Linked DNA regions of Callithrix jacchus: region 2 is linked to region 1. The links are chromatin contacts, called in public Hi-C maps. All regions are on one chromosome and are shown on one strand. Each heading gives the region's core, a stretch centred on a gene start, on an enhancer-like site or on the middle of the called end of the contact. The rest is flanking DNA. Distances are from core to core; before and after follow the strand shown. Region 1 holds the start of FNBP1L (formin binding protein 1 like). Region 2 holds the start of GCLM (glutamate-cysteine ligase modifier subunit).

Region 1 (5,218 bases), core at 1,813-4,312:
GAGATTTGTTATCAGAAGAAATATTTTGAACTCTGATTAGTCTTTATTATTTTTGTAACAAAATATAACACTAAACATTTATCTCTTTATTGTGAAAGTTTTCACTTTTTAATTATCTTTGCTTAAAGACTGTTGAAACTGACTTTTAATGTCATGAAAGAATCTTATAAATTACAAATAATTCTTTAGAAGAGATTATTTAAGGTGGTAATATGAAATATTAAAAATGTTATAGTAATGGAAGGTAACAGAAATTTTATTTAAATCTGAATATTAAACTTGATGCAGTGCTGGGTGCAGTGGCTCACTCCTGTAATCCCAACACTTTGGGAGGCCGAGGTAGGAGGATCACTTGAGTCCAGTAATTTGAGACTAGCCTGGGCAACATTGTGAGACCCCTGTCTCTACAAAATAAGTAAATAAATAAAAATAATAAAAGTAGCCAGGTGTGGTGGTGTGCCTGTTGTCCTAGCCATTTGGGATGCTGAGGTGGGAGGATTACTTGAGTCTGAGAGGTAGAGGCTTCAGTGAGCTATGATGGTGCCACTGCACTCCAGCCTGGATGACAGAGCAGACTTTGTCTCAAAACAAAAACAAATAAGAAAACCCTTGATGCTCCCAAATCTAACTTTTTGAAGAGAAATGAATTGTTTTAAGTGTGGAATCCTGCTTCAGTACCTTGGAAGAAGAAAAAAAAATCTTCATATAGGAGGTAAGCTTTATTTAGGTAAACAGTATGGTTGAGAATTTTAATGTGAACAGATTACTTTACTTTAAAAGAGAAATCCTGGCTGGGCATGGTGACTCACGGCTTGTAGTCCCAGAACTTTGGGAGGCTGAGGGGGTTGGATCTCTTGATCCCAGGAGTTTGACACTAGCCAGGGCGGGGCAGCAATGGCAAAACCACATCTCTACAAAAAAATCCAAAAAATTAGCCACGTGTGGTGGTGCGAACTTGTAATCCCAGCTCCTTGGGAGGCTAAGGCAGTAGAATTGCTTGAGCCTGAAAGGTGGAGGTTGTAGTGAGTCCAGATGGAGTCACTGCACTCTAGACCATTGAGGGGGCGGGGCGCGGGGGAAGAGATAAATTCTTTAACTTTGGTTTAAATTGTACTCTGTAGGTCTTAGCTTTTATGACAATACTTAGATATAATAAATCTTGGTATTGCTGTGGTTCTAAATAATGAGACATTCATTTAATAAATCAATTTCCTGCCTCGGTGCAGTGGCTCACGCCTATAATTCCAGTACTTTGGGAGGCCGAGATGGGCAGATCACTTGAGGTCAGGAGTTCGAGACCAGCCAGGCCAACATGGTGAAACCCCGTCACCACTAAAAACACAAAGATTAGCTGGGTGCTGTGGTGGGCACCTGTAATTGCAGCTACTTGGAAGGCTGAGGCAGGAGAATTGCTTGAACCCCCGTGGGGAGGTGGGGCAGGGAGGGTTGCAGTGAGCCCAGATCACCTGGGGCGACAGAGTGAAACTCCGTCTCAAAAAAAAAAAAAAAAAAAATCAATTTTCTCTTACTAATTAATGTTACTTGCGATTGCAAAATACATTTGTAATTCTATGGAGTGAGATGAAGTGATAGGAGAGGCGGTTAGCAGTGTTAGGTGATATAAATAAACGAATAAATTCTATTTGAAATAGAGGCAATGTAGAAAAATTGTAGGAAGTGTTGTTGAATGCTTCAGTCTTTTCATTGCATGGTACACTTAAGCATTTAAAAATTGGCTATACCACTTGGAAGAGGGCATTTGTATGCTTAAACTGGCCTCAGAGAAGGACAGCAGAGAATTTAGGAAGATTAGCAGCTGGACTGTTAGGCGAACTCAGGCTGTTGGCCTCAGGAGCGCAGCTAGGCAAGGACAAGGATTAAGCGGAAGAAGTTGGAACACCTGTGCAGGCCAGTTAGAGGAGGAGTTTCAATGCTGACAACCTGTTGGGAGAGCTTCCTAAGACACCCAGCTGTCGTGATGCACTGAGGAGTACTCTGCTAGTTGACTGGTTTGAAGTGTCTGTGCGCTTGCTTGCTTTAGGAGACGAGCTATTAATACTAAAGCATATGTTAGGGAGTTGCTCAGGGTACTTGATATCTAGTAGCACCAGCCAAGCTCGCTGACAGCCTTCCCATGGAGATAGGCCAGGAAGTAGCTCCACAGAAAAAAAAGGAAGTAGTGGACCTGCCTCCAAGGTTCCGATACTGGGAGGTGAGAGAGATCTGAAGTTCTGAATAGGCTGTTTACACTACCGGAGAGGAATCTGGCTCTCATCCAACCCCCACCCATGAGGTGCCCATTTCAGACACCGGGCGAGCTGCCTTCTCATTTTCCGCAGGTGACAGCTCGGCTCACATTTGTCCACGTCTTCCACATCGTGCCTTGGCAACATCCCCAGATGACTACTGGAAGAGCTGTCTCTTTTTATGATTTCATGACAGAATTTATAAAATTAAAATATTTAATTAAAGACAGAATCGGGGACATGTTGCATTCACATTCGATGTTCAACCTGTGCACATTTTGGTGATTCCCAAGAATATCACGCCGAAGCATCAGGCTCGAAAGGACAAATCACCTTAAACGCCAAGATTTTAAATAATAAAACACAACTCTCCTCAATCTAAACCCTAGGATTTGGATGATGTTTCCCGGACAGGGTTTCTCCCGAGAGGAGACAAGAGGCAGGAAAGGCAGGTAACTGAAATTGCCTCTTGTAAAGGGGCTCAGCGCAGAGAAGGGGTGAGATAATAGCGGCGGTGGGGATCTTTTCCCTTCTCTCGCTTTCTATCTTGGAAACAAGGGTCCGAGTGGCGGCCGCGGCGGGGCAGTCCAAGCTCCGGGGTACCGGCGGGAGGAGACTCAACCAGCGAGAGGGGCCCGCAGGGGGACCCCGCCGGCGGTGGCCAGGAGAGCCCAGGTCCTCCGCGATCCCAGGATGCACTGCTCCCCGCCCCCTCCCCGCGCCGCGTTCCACCTCCCCTCGGCCCGGGCCCCCTCCCGCCCACCTCGGGGAGGCGGGGACGCGGCGGCGGCGGCGCCTTCTCCAGTCGCGTCTTTCGCACTCACTGGGGAGCCCGGCGGTGGCGGCACCTTTCGAGGCAGAGCCTCTTAGCTGCGAGCCCGCCGGCCAGTGAGAGGACGGATAGACTGGCGGCGGAGCCGACAGACGGACGGACAGCGGCACAGCCAAACGGCCAGAGACGCCTCAAGTTCCGCCATGAGCTGGGGAACGGAGCTGTGGGTGAGTGGAGGAGAAGGGGCGCCCCGTGTGGACCCCGGTCTCCGAAAAGCACGGGTTGGGCGGGCGCCGCGGACTCTAGGCGGTGAGAGCGCGCACCGCCGTCCTCGGCCCGGCGCTGGCGGAGGATGGGGGTCCCGCTCCTCTTTGTGTGCAGACTCCTCTTTCCTTCTCGGCCGGGGGTCGACGGGGCCGCTAGTCCGCACTCCCGCCTTTGCCGCCGCGGTGGGGCTCGGGCTGCGCCCGGGACGGCCTGGGGAGCAGCCCGCGGGCTCCCTCGTCTGCCCGGATCGTCTCTCGTACCTTCTCACTCCTCCGCCTTCACTTTCCTGACGCCTGGCTTCGCGCCAGGCAGCTCGCCTCTCCCTTTGTATCTCTCCGCCTGCAGGCGGGGGAGGGGGGTCCATTGTCCCCAAGGGGCGCTGTTGGAGGGCAAGGAGGGGACCGGCCGCGGTCTCTAGCCCGGGCCAGGGTCCGTGGGGCTAGGGCGTCGCCGGGCTGCGGCGGCGTGGGGAGCGGGGAGGCGCCGCCCAGAGCCCTCGCCCCAGGTATGGGAACCCGGGCGGCTTTGTTCGGAGCCCGGCCTCGGGCCAGCCAGGCCTAGCCCACACGCCCATTTCCCTTTCCCTGCCACTGTGCTTCGGGCGGGCACAGCTTCGGTGGACTCCTGTTTGGCCACCCCCCGCTGCAGCCTTTGGCCGGTGGGTTGGTTTTGGGGGCTGAATTGATAAATCGAGTGATCGATGGGTAAGGTAATTTTGCTTAAAGGAGCGTACGGTTTCCCTGTTGCTTGACTTGCTCCTCCGTTCTTTATTCTCATTCGTCCTTTCTCCTTCGTTCTCTCCTTTTCTTTCCTCCCCGTCTTTCTTTGGCACCGGAGGCTCCAGACAATGCCCAGAGTCTGGCCAAGGTACGGGCGGAGGGTAATAGGTCGGAGAATTTGCTCCCGGCGCCGGCGCGGAAGGGTGGAGGTGTGGAGGGCAGTGATTTCTCAGGTGCGGCCGGGGGAACTGGGGGCGTGGGGGCGCTGTCCCGAGAGCTGCCTGGCCTCAGCCACTCCCCTTTTTATTCCACCTGTGCCTGTTTTCCTTTCCTTTTGTTCGCGAGGATCTCGTGAAATCACTGCAGAGAAAGGGGAGAAATAACTTTTGAGTATGTATGTGCCCGACTACGGTGGGAGTGAAAGCCGATCGGTTAATTGAAAGGCAAAATGTTTTCCTATTTTTCACGTCTACTCTTGGATTGGAAATCTTAGAACTGAGAGACTTTAGAGTCTATCTAGTGAATGCTTAGCCAGCCAGGAATCTCTTGTGCAACATTCTGGACAAGTGCTTACCCAGTCTGTAAACACACCACCCAAGAGAAAATACCTTAGGAGCCCTTTCATTCCGCTTCTTAGATAGCATTAATTGTTCTTATATTGGGGAGGATTGTGTGGTACATGAATTATGTAAAGTTTAATCCTTTTACATTGATTAGTTTCTCAGGCATTATTGGCCTTTTTTCCTTACACTTTGTGCATTCTGTAGTTGATTTTAGTGAGTTATCAATGAAAGGAAATGGATATAGTTTTATTGTCAATGTTTTAAATTTTTTCATGCTTACTAGAGTGCATTCATCCATTTTTATAATTACAAAATAATTTAATGTTTGCCTACTTAAATGACTCGTGCTTCAAAGGAAACCAAAATGTAAGCAGAATACTTTAAAAAAAGTAAACATAGGAAAACAGTGGAGGCATATTATTTAGATTTAACTCTTAAGATTTTTAAAAAAATTCACCTTGTATAACACAAAAGAAAAAGTTTAAGGGAAAACAATATTTTAGTGAACAAAATGTGATTTTAAAAGCTATTTAAAAAACTTACAGTATTACATAAGAAAACTGTTCCATTCCTCTACTGTCTCCTGTAATTTGGTTATTTACTTTTAGCATTTAAATAGTTTTTCAGCAATCTGAAAAGATGAACTGTAGA
Region 2 (5,218 bases), core at 1,602-4,101, 480 kb after region 1:
AGATCTGGAATTGTGTAAGAATTTTTTAAATACCATGATGTAACCGGTCAAACACCCTTACAACAAAGAACTGGGCAAAACAGTTTATAATGATCTACTTAAAAAACTATTTGATTTCATAAAATTCCAGTGAAACAAAAAATCTGGACAGAGGTCATAACATTTTTTTTTTAATTAGAACTAGAAGAGACCTTGTAAGAAATTTAACTGAACTCTCAACCCAGTATATACATTTTCTCAAAAATAAGTTATTTACTCCGTTTCTTTAGTCTCTTTAGTGAGGTCAAACTGTTCTAAGTAGTACATCCCAATTTGGAGCTCTGGATGTTACAAAGTTCTTTTTACATAGAAACAAAATGTGCCCCCTTTTTGTAGTTTCCCTATAATATGATTCCTTCAGGTTTTCCTCAAACATTTTCTAGTTTCTTTAGTTTTGCCCTACTCTTATGAAGCACCCTAAATAAAACACTACAAACCAGAATTAGTCATTTGAACAATGTTTTACAAACTGTGGTGTGTGACTTTGTGCATCAAGAAATCAACATTTTAAAAATTAAAGACAGAAAAAATCAGAATACACAGTATAAAATAACGGTTAATATCTTTTTGAGAAACCTGGTTCACATATATGATTTTATATCAGTTAATAGTATATAGTGTTATACTATTAACTGGATTGCAAGGTAAAATGTACTTCTTACTGTGTTTGCAGTCAGAAACTCTTGAGTCACTAGAGTATGCTATTGTGAGATAGATAAAATTTCGCCCAATATCACCAACAGTACAGGAAGAAATTAAGGGTCTATGTACCAAATACAGAAATATTTATCTTTGGGAGAAACAGCCAAAGTAGGTAGTTTAAATAAAACAAAACATACACACTGAGCTGGAACGTGAACACAGAATATAGTGTAGACTCAGATTCCTACTAAAGTTACAAGCAAGAGTTCTCATCTCTTGATGGGCACTGACCCCAACCAGGCCTGGGCAGAGGTCCAGCACTTACTGAGAGGGATGCTGTGTGCTGCTGCATGGTCTGTCACCAACACCTCATGTAAGAGAGCAGAAACCACCTATGAACGCAGCTGATACCATAATATGACATAGTTTAGGAAGGTTTTTTTCTTTTAATTAAGATTTGTTTTATCTTTCTGATGGAACCAGATGACAGAGAGATAGATGCCTTTATGGTGAGCATTTTCATGTATTCTCTCAACAACCTGATGAGGAAGGTGTTTTTACCCAACTTTAAAGTCATGTAAACAGACTCAGAGAGGCTAAGTAACTTTCTGAAAGACATATAGCTCCTAAATCTAAAGGTTTTATTTTTTAAATACTAAAATTGTCCCATACCACCAATATGCACAATATGCAGTCTGTGGATGACTATCTGCTCAGAAATGGCCAGCAACAAATAGGAATACCAAGTTTGTAATTCCAGATTAATTACTGTCACCTCCAACTAGTGACTAGTCTTTTTATTTTCCAGTTTTCACAAAACTTTTATTTTTTAATTGATATATGATATTTGTACATATTTACGGGGCACATGTGACATTTTGTTACATGCATAGAATGTATGAGTCTGTTACATGCATAGAATGTGTAATGATAAAGCATACATAGATGCACAGATAAATGCATAGAATGTGTAATGACAGGCCAGGTGTGGTGGCTCAGGCCTGTAACCCCAGCACTTTGGGAGGCTGAGGCGGGCAGATCATGAGGTCCGGAGTTCGAGACCAGCTGGCCAACATAGTGAAACCCCGTCTCTACTAAAAATACAAAAAATTAGCCAGGCGTGGTGGCACGTGCCTGGAATCCCAGCTACGCGGAAGGCTGAGGCAGGAGAATCACTTGAACCCGGGAGGTGGAGGTTGCAGTGAGCCGAGATAGCGCCATTCCATTCCAGCCAGCCTGGGTGACAGTGCAAGACTCCGTCTCAAAAAAAAAAAAGTGTAATAACGAAAGTCAGGGTATTTAGGGCATTTCAAAGCCAAATTTGAGTGCCTACTCATTTGCCTCACTGCAACATTGAGTCTAATGTCTACATTCCAGAAGTTAGGTGTACTAGGAATACTACTTCATCTGAATGCACCAAAGGATAATCTCCGAAATACTCCTTTACCTGGACAGGGTGGGGGAAGGAAGCAAGAGACGTGGAGAGGAACGGGGCGACGTCCTGGCCCTCTGTTGACCTCCGTGCCAGGAAGAGGGACCCAGGATGTTTGAGAGTTCTCCTACCAGCCTTAAGCACCTACAGAGGCGTCACTCAGTGCGCAGCTGCACCCGCTAAGTTTTAAAGACGCGTTGCCCCCAGCAGCGGGTTTGGACCCCAGATCGCACCTACACTGGCCCCGGCATCTTCCCGCGGGTGGAGCCCAGGTGCGCGCAAGGCCCTACCACCCTCCCTCGCCCGCGGGAGCTTCTTCTTTCCCGGAACCGCCCGGCCTGGCGCGAGGCCTGCCCCGGGAGCCCCGCGGTGACGCTCGCCGCGCTCACCTCCTCGCTGTGCGTGGACGGACACTTCTTCCGCAGGCGGCCCCAGTTCAGCAGGTTCCCTGTCTGCAGGTGCAGGGTGCGGGCCCGCGCCAGGAGCGCCTTGGCCGCGCGGCTGTCGGTGCCCATAGCAGCGGCTGCCAGGGGCGAGCGGCGACGGGGCTGCGGGCGGGCAGGCAGGCGGCCGCCCCACGGGACGCGGGGCCAGAGGCCCGAGGGAGGCCCGAGAGGGAGCGCGAGGCTGCCGGTGCCGCGCGGCTGGAGCCCGGCCTGCGATCGGGCCCGAAGGAGGCCAAACGGCGGCGGCTGGAGAGGAAGGCACCGGTGGCTGCGGCTGTGACTCAGGTTACTGCGGCCGCTGAGAGAGAGCTGACGGTAAATTGAGGGAGCTGTTTCCTGGAAGACAATGACTAAGCAGAAATCGCGGCAGAGAAAGTGCTTCGTAACCGTTACTCGTCCAGCTGCGGGGCAGGGGCGGGGCGCGAATGGGCTGCGGGACGCCGGCCCGCGAGTGACTGGCCCTCAGCCTGAGGCGGGCGTGGCGACAGGCGGTGCGCGGCGGGCGAACGGGCCGAGAGAGCGGGGCTGCGCGGCCGGGTGCGCAGCGCGCGGCAGGGCTCCCCCTGGCGGTCAGAGGACGGCGCTCCGCAGACGCCGCCTACGCCTGGTGCGGGCTCCAGGCGCTCGGATCGTGGCTCCGCCCGCCGCTCCCAGGCTGCGGGTTTCCATCTCTTTAAAGGGCCACCTGAGAGGCCACCAGGCTCAGAGATACTACCTGGTTTTTGTTCTCAGAAGCAGGTGTTAATACGCAAGCATCCCCTTCTTTTCGCTTTGCTACGTTCAAGGACCTTCTCCCAAACTACTAGTTTTTCTTCCTGTCCATTAATTAAAGGTCTATTGATTCACACTATTTGCTGGCAGTGTATGAAGTCAATGAACAAGACTGTGTCTTTGTCCTTGAGACACGTAAACTCTACCCAGAGACAAGGCCTAAGAACAGGAAACAAGTAATTTTATATCATAAGGCAGTTATTCTCCAGATGAATTCAGATTAAAGAGGGCATTTGAGCCGGTGAGATCACAGAAAGCTTTTATCACCCACCCCTTTAGAGGTGGTCGAGATTATTTACCCCTATTAAATTTCACATGTGGTGGTGGACTCAGTGTAAACATCAACTTGAACATTTGTTGAGCTTTCCTCAACAATCTTTCACTTTCGTTGAGGCGATCAGATTATTAAAGGCAAAAGGAGAGTCTCATTATAAGTGGGGACAATAGCCATTGAAAAGAGAGATGAACCAGTTGGTAAAATAGTAAGAATTAGGGGAGGAATGGAAAAAAAGATCCTTCTAGGAAGTTAGAAATTGAGCCTAATGTTATCATTAGAGTGAACCAGCAACCAACAGAATGGGAAAAAATTTTTGCAATCTACCCATCTGACAAAGGGCTAATATCCAGAATCTGCAAAGAACTAAAACAGATTTACAAGAAGAAAACAAACAAACCCATTCAAAAGTGGGTGAAGGACATGAACAGACACTTTTCAAAAGAAGACATATATGAGGCCAACAAACATATGAAAAAATGCTCATTATCACTGGTCATTAGAGAAATGCAAATCAAAACCACATTGAGATACCATCTCACTCCAGTTAGAATGACAACCATTAAAAAACCTGGAGACAACAGGTGCTGGAGAGGATGTGGAGAAAGAGGAACACTTTTACACTGCTGGTGGGAGTGTAAATTAGTTCAACCATTGTGGAAGACAGTGTGGCGATTCCTCAAGGATCTCGAAATAGAAATTCCGTTTGACCCAGCAATCCCATTACTGGGTATATATCCAAAGGATTATAAATCATTCTATTATAAAAACACATGCACATGTATGTTCATTAAGGCACTGTTTACAATAGCAAAGACCTGGAACCAACCCAAATGCCCATCAATGATAGACTGGACAAGGAAAATGTGGCACATATACACCATGGAATACCATGCTGCCATAAAAAATAATGAGTTCATGTCCTTTGTAGGGACATGGATGAATCTGGAAACCATCATTCTCAGCAAACTGACACAAGAACAGAAAATCAAACACCACATGTTGTCATTCATAGGCGGGTGTTGAACAATGAGAACACATGGACACAGGGAGGGGAGCATCACACACTGGGGTCCGTTAGGGAGGACTAGGAGAGGGGCAGTAAGAGGTAGGGAGGTTGGGGAGGGATAACATGGGGCGAAATGCCAGATGTAGGTGACAGGGGGATGGAGGCAGCAAACCACACAGCCAAGTCTCTCTGTATTTCAGTTTCTCTAAACCATGAAGAGGATACTTTGAACCACATGAAACTGCCCATAATTGACTATTTTTAACCCACAGAAATGGAAAGTCCCCATGGTTCCACCAAATACAATACTTACCACATTGGGCAGATGTGAGGAATTAATGAAGAGGCATGAAAAGCCCTTAGTAAATGCCCAGTAAGTGAGAGCTCCTATTATTAATGCCTCTACTGTTTCCCCATTACAATCCAGTTCTTACAACATTGGTAAATATATAACATGAATGCATAGAAGGCATTGCGTTGTGTTTTTGAGATTTGCATATGTAAACTCATTTGCTCTTCGCAGCAACTCAGTTAAGTAACTTGTTGAAAATCTTAGTTAGTAATTAGTATTGTGGCCACAATCAAAACCTAGATGATTCAACTTC

Evidence for each region. Hi-C and Micro-C count contacts between places; a contact is called where the count stands out from the background.
Region 2: a contact with region 1 is called in a Hi-C map of skeletal muscle, with 5 times the contacts expected there. The contact joins the promoter of GCLM here to the promoter of FNBP1L in region 1. A contact is called at or near these places in 2 of 3 Hi-C or Micro-C datasets (both in skeletal muscle).

What each region holds. Positions count from the first base shown.
Region 1 is chr7:131,332,983-131,338,200 of calJac240_pri, forward strand. FNBP1L (formin binding protein 1 like) reads left to right here and starts at 3,063. Exons shown (of 17, transcript XM_078332520.1): 1 at 3,063-3,245.
Region 2 is chr7:131,811,837-131,817,054 of calJac240_pri, forward strand. It overlaps GCLM (glutamate-cysteine ligase modifier subunit), which reads right to left and starts at 2,852. Exons shown (of 7, transcript XM_002751115.6): 1 at 2,503-2,852. The coding sequence starts at 2,628.